2 separate regions of the Lactuca sativa genome follow, and region 2 is linked to region 1. A link is a contact called in public Hi-C data. All regions are on one chromosome and are shown on one strand. Each heading gives the region's core, a stretch centred on a gene start, on an enhancer-like site or on the middle of the called end of the contact. The rest is flanking DNA. Distances are from core to core; before and after follow the strand shown. Region 1 holds the start of LOC111904548. Region 2 holds the start of LOC111904549 (ethylene-responsive transcription factor ERF118).

Region 1 (2,938 bases), core at 254-2,753:
AAAACATTGGAAGACAACGAACCCTTGTGAGATATACAGAATTAAAACTTTGAAGGCAATTCTTGGTTGAATTTGAAACTGAAACATTTATTATCTTTCAATGTATAAAGTTCAAAGAATGTAAATCTGCAATATCAAATTGAAGAGCTCAAGGAATGTAGAACCACAAAATGCAATTGTCATACACAGGTCTTGACTCCATGGAAGAAAAGAAAAGAAGAAAAGGAAAGGAAATGTTACTGGGAAAGCAGGAAAGACTCAACAAATGATATTCGTATACCAGTGACTGTTGCAGAATTAAAAACATGTACAATCGCTGCAGTCAGCAAATAGGTAATTGGAGTCACATAAACAGCTTCTTGCCCTTGTTGTTAATCAGCAGATCCTCAGGTCATCATCCAGCCTGCTGAATTGACCCAACAGATTGCCATTGTTATCTATCACAAGCATACCAATGCCCAAACCCAACCATGGTGGCTTGTTTCCTTCTTCTGTATCTACATTTTCACTTAATTGACCTTCCTCCGTAGCTGTGTTTCTTCCTTTCTCCTCTGTTGATACTTCCATGGAAGTGGTGGTGGTGGTGGTGCCGCTGATTGTTTCATCGCCACCACCACCGCCACCGCTCGTCTCGGTCTTTGAGGATTTACGAGATGAGCCACTTTCTGATCCGAATGGGGCCATGTAACCCGGCCTCAAACCCATCTTCATCGATTGGAGTGTATTTGAAGCCTCTTCTTCAGCATCACATGTATCATCAGACTGGATGTTTGAATTGATTACCGGGTTATGAACATTGGCACCCCATCTATCCCACTTCTTCCAATGAACCACTTTCGATTTCGCAATTGGGGCGTGATCCGGAACGACCCGACCCGACAAACGCGTCTCCTTCTCCTCCCCCTCCGTAGAGTAATGATCTGCCTCCTGAGAAACCTGTGTCGACGATTCGCCATCGGATTTGGGTCGAATTGGGGCAGAAGCCGACAATCTTGCTTGAAACTCCTGCTTCTTGGTCGTATACGCTTTCGATGCTTCTTCCGCGGTGTTATATGTACCCAACCAAATTCTTTTTCTGCTAAATGGATCACGGATCTCAGCCGCCCATTTACCCCACTTTCGCAATCGAACTCCGGTTAATTTCTTCTTTCCGGTTTGATCCGCCGAATCCTTCCGCTCCACAGGTTCCTCGGCTTCATCAGATTTGACCCCAATCACAATTTCACAAACAATTCGGCGTGGCGATGATCGCTCTCCGCTGTCAGCTTCATCCGATGATGAGTCGGTGGCTTCAGGGTCGGAGCAGATGACTCGAATTTTCCTGAGACTTTTGCCGGTGAATTCTGGTTGTTCCTTGTTGGTGACGTAATTTCTCAGCCTCTTGCTTACACGGTGTTCCGCCATGGCTGTTGATTCCCTAGGTTTTCTTCTTCGCTGTTACTTTGCTTGCTACACACACAAAAACACGCAGAGATGGATGGTGGTAAAAGAGAAAGAGGGGGATATATTCGAGGGTTTGTAAAGTTTAAACTCTAGACCGACGGAATATTCTTCCGTGTTATGTGTGTGAACTGTGAAGCTTCTTGAAGTTGGGCCTTCAAATTGGGCCTAGAAATTAGCCCATACATTAGAGCCCAAAGAATAAACCGATTAGTTAAAAGTAACTTGTGAGTTGTGAGTTGTGAATTGTGATTATGGGGAACCGGTTTGGGCCGGGTTTATTTTTCTTAGCATTGATATTGTGTTAGTAGAAGAAATATTTTGATTTTTGGATTCCATATTTTTTGATGGGACCAAAAAGTTTATCTGGATAAATTTCGTCCAGTGTTATCATATGTAACATATTTAAAAAATTTCGTTCTAACAACCACAAACAATTGAGAAATTGTGTTGATTAAAAAAATATCTTTCGGAATATAATAAGACATACTTTTTTAATATTAGGCTATTCTAATAAATGAAAGTTTTTTTTTTCTACTTGTCATATTCTCATTCAATTTGGCACATGTAATTTTATAGTAATTTTAAATTAATTTTTATTCTACTTGTCATTTTATGGTTTTTCTATTTTATTAAATGTCAAATATTATTTAAGTCTAATAATAAATGAATATCAATTTTATTAATGGACTTTCCTTCTAATTTCAAAATTACTAAATTAAAGTTTTATTAATTTCTTTTATTTATTTTTTTATCTAAATTATTTGTTTAAATTTAAAAGACAAAAAAAACACTTTAATTTTTATAATTCAATTCTCACTTTTCTTATAAATTTAATCTTCCCAAATATTTTGAATTTTATATTAATTTCTTTTAAATAAACTCATGTGATACATTGGTCTCACACCTAGTAAAAAAGATATACGGATGGTGATGATACTTTGGATCTAAATTTATGTCGGAAGATTGTGAAGTTTTTGAACATGAAAATAGTTTTTATTTAAGTAGGTTGTGTTTAGTTTTGGAAAATTATTTTTAGGTTTATAGGAAATTTTCAAAAAATAATAAATTTGATACTGAATAATTCTTCATATATTCAAAAGGAGATTATAAAAGCTTATATATATATATATATATATATATATATATATATATATATATATATATATATATATATATATATATATATATAGAGAGAGAGAGAGAGAGAGACAAAAAAAAAGTCTAGCGAACCAACAAACTATGCATCAATCAAATGCATAAGTTTTTTCATCTGCCTTCATTGTCGATTTGTTGATTGAAGTCATAAATTGATCATTTTCAACTATCAAATGAGTCAATTTCCTTTTAGATATTTCAATTTTGGAATAAAAATAGGGGTACAAAATTAATGACATACGAAAATAAGAACATGTTGGATGCTTGATTTTGGTGATTCAGGGACAACTAATTTTTGATGAATCGTTCCCCTTTCAAAATCGTCCGATTTCACCAACTT
Region 2 (3,080 bases), core at 191-2,690, 130 kb after region 1:
CCAGGTGGTAAAATTTTGTCCAAAAACGCAGCATCAAGTTCCAATCCAAGATCAAATTCTTGATCAATTTCGGGAAAATTAGTTGTTTCTATTTTCTTCATCTCATCACCATCACCATCTGTCTGCTTGATATTACAACAAACAGCTGAAATCGAACTCCCGGAATCTTCAAAAACGGTATTCTTTTCAGGTTGAGAAACCAGAGCATGATCAGGGTTATTACTGTTAATCTTGAGAGATTCGGCAATTTTATCGAATTCAAGCCTTTTGATTGAATAAGCCATGGAAGCTTCTTCAGCAGTGTTATAAGTGCCAAGCCAAAGCCTTCTTCCCTTGAACGGATCACGGATTTCCGCAGCCCATTTACCCCATTTTCTCCGGCGAACTCCTTTGTATTTTGAAACAGACGCTGCCGGAGTTGGAGGAGATGAAGGCTTACTTAGGGTTTTAGACAAACCCTTCTTCTTTTTCCCAGTGTTGTTTTCTCCATTGTTGCTACCTTGACAAGAACTCTCAGTACAGATATTTCCGTCGCCGATCAATGGAATCTTGATTTCCCGGACAATCTTCTTTGATCCGTAGGGTTTTTTGTTGGGATTATCATCATCGGATGAATCAGTTAAATCAGGATCATGACAAATGACTCGAATTGTTCTCATGGGTTTGTTTGATTCTTGAAACTTGGCTTTATTCTTCCAAAAACCAACCATTTGTATACCCCAAAAAAAGAAAAAAAATAATAATAATAAACGAAACTTGAACAAAACTCAGGTAGTGACTTATGACTATGTAACAGGCCCTCCGAAGAACACAAAAAATTTGAAGAATCGTTTTATGTGAAATCGACCAAAACCGTTTACTCCAGAAGAAATCCTGCAAATGAACAAAAACCCACAAAATTGAATCAATAAAAAGTCAAAATTTAACGAAATCAGAGACGAAAGGGTTTTAGGAAGCCTCGTACCTTTTTTGCCTCAAAGGCATCGAAACAGTAGAAGGAGAAAAGAGAAACCTATGGTGAGTGAAACAACAGAAAGAACAGATGAACAGAGCAGATGAAATACAGAGCTTCAATGGAGCCCTAATCACAACCAATGAATTTACCGACATAAAACCAGCTCTTCTTTCTCTCAATCCAAAACAACTGTTTTCTCTCTCTTTTCTCTCTCGCTCTAAAACCCTTCAAGGAACAAACGTAGAAATTGGAGAAGACGGAAGGTTTATATAGAAAAAAGAAGAGAAAAACCCTAATAAAATGGAAAGTGAAAAACCCTAGTGTGTTGTTTGTGAAAGTCAGAGTAAAGATGAGGAATCTATGGCCAAGATTAGACTGTGAAGAAGATGTACAGTGAAATTTGACTGTGGTTTACCCAATCGGGTGGAGAGAGAAACATAAGTTTCGATTTAGGAAACGCAAATGCGAAGAAACATAAAGGAAATGTTATTTATTTGCATAAAGAATGGCATGAGTCATGACTGTGGATTTTAATGTCTTTTTCTATTCTCGACTTCGTGAAACGTTTCATTCACTCCGTCTTCCTTGTTCCAAACGGTCAAAACGTATTAAATGGATCGTACGGAAGGTAAGTTTTTCTTTTATAAATGTTGTTTGACAAACATAAGAGGTGAGAAGATGTATTTTGCTCCCGGGCTAATAGTCGGTATCGTCGGCTACATGGTTCTACTGTAAATTTGTACCGCCAAATTGAAGATGGCATAAGTTATAACCCGTTTGAACTCGATCATATCTCTCTCTCTCTTCTTTAATCTTTAAGAAACCGTAAATTTTAGTTTCTTTAGTTTCATACTTCCATTCAATTTCTCTACGATTTCATTTTCATTTTATCCGAATCTATTTTAAATGGATTCTCGTGGCAAATCCAAAAAGATGATTTTAACCGAAGACGCAACCAATGCAACTTAACCGTTTATCAAGATTTGCCATTGTTTATTCTGAAAACTCAAACCACCCACAATACCAACATTATAACAACAATATAACCTACTCTAGATGCAACAATAATATAACCGATCATGTTTTTCGTTAGATAATACCGCTTATAATCTTTATACCTAGTTTTCTCAATCAATTCTGAAAACTCAATTCCAAAATTCTCTTCCCAGAGCATCGAAATTTTGTGAAGCGCAAAACCTATAATCTGAAGAATCTAGCAACAAACTCACTCACATCCAAAACGAAGAAAGAAGGGAAGAGCCCGAACCCATCGCCGAGACCACATAGGATTACGAATGCTAAAAGTCAAAGAAATGGACTGAAAAAATAAGAGGGGTCGTTGGCTAAGGTGTATATCAACGTATCTGAAGATAAGGAATGGGACAATCAACAATTGTTTAGACACTAAATGAACTCCAAATGGAATGGCGGACTGTAATTAAATGAAAAGAAGGTCTCGGGCTTTAAAGGCTGAAATATGGACCTAAAATGAATATTTTTTTTTGGCTAGAAGTATAAGGCTTAAGAATTAAATAGTTAGTGTTGAGCTAGGATCGATTTGGACTTATGTTGATTAGGCCTTGCTGGACCAGACATTTCAAAATGTGACACATAAGGTGTCGTAGCACGAATGTCGGTGCAGCCCAATCCATGATTTTAGGGTTTCTCCCGTATTTAATGGCATTCTTTCCGAGTTTTAGGTCATTTGCAGACCCTTTCAACTCAAAGAGTCTCTTTGGAGTAAACCCTACCTACATATTGTTCATCCTTCATTTCTTTCAAGTTATGGTGACCTTGGAAGCTTTACTTGGAAGATTGAAGAAGAAGAAGAAGAAGAAGGATTATTTGGTGGTTGAGAGTTGTTTCGCTTATAGTTCACCTTCACCAATTCAACTTTTAGACCTTCGTATGATGCAAAGCTTCCACCTTTATGCTTATTTTGAAGTGCAACTAGGAGGTTCAGATCATACAAGACACTAAATGAACTCCAAATGGAATGGCGGACTGTAATTAAATGAAAAGAAGGTCTCGGGCTTTAAAGGCTGAAATATGGACCTAAAATGAATAATTTTTTTTGGCTAGAAGTATAAGGCTTAAGAATTAAATAGTTAGTGTTGAGCTAGGA

The links. A called contact is a pair of places that touch in the nucleus more often than the background predicts.
Region 2: a Hi-C map of leaf shows a contact between it and region 1, with 6 times the contacts expected there. The contact joins the promoter of LOC111904549 here to the promoter of LOC111904548 in region 1. A contact is called at or near these places in 2 of 4 Hi-C or Micro-C datasets (both in leaf).

Annotation. Positions count from the first base shown.
Region 1 is chr3:81,101,486-81,104,423 of Lsat_Salinas_v11, forward strand. It overlaps LOC111904548, which reads right to left and starts at 1,504. Exons shown (of 1, transcript XM_023900301.3): 1 at 67-1,504. The coding sequence starts at 1,404. The coding sequence ends at 376.
Region 2 is chr3:81,233,520-81,236,599 of Lsat_Salinas_v11, forward strand. It overlaps LOC111904549 (ethylene-responsive transcription factor ERF118), which reads right to left and starts at 1,441. Exons shown (of 2, transcript XM_023900302.3): 1 at 965-1,441; 2 at 1-873. The coding sequence starts at 710.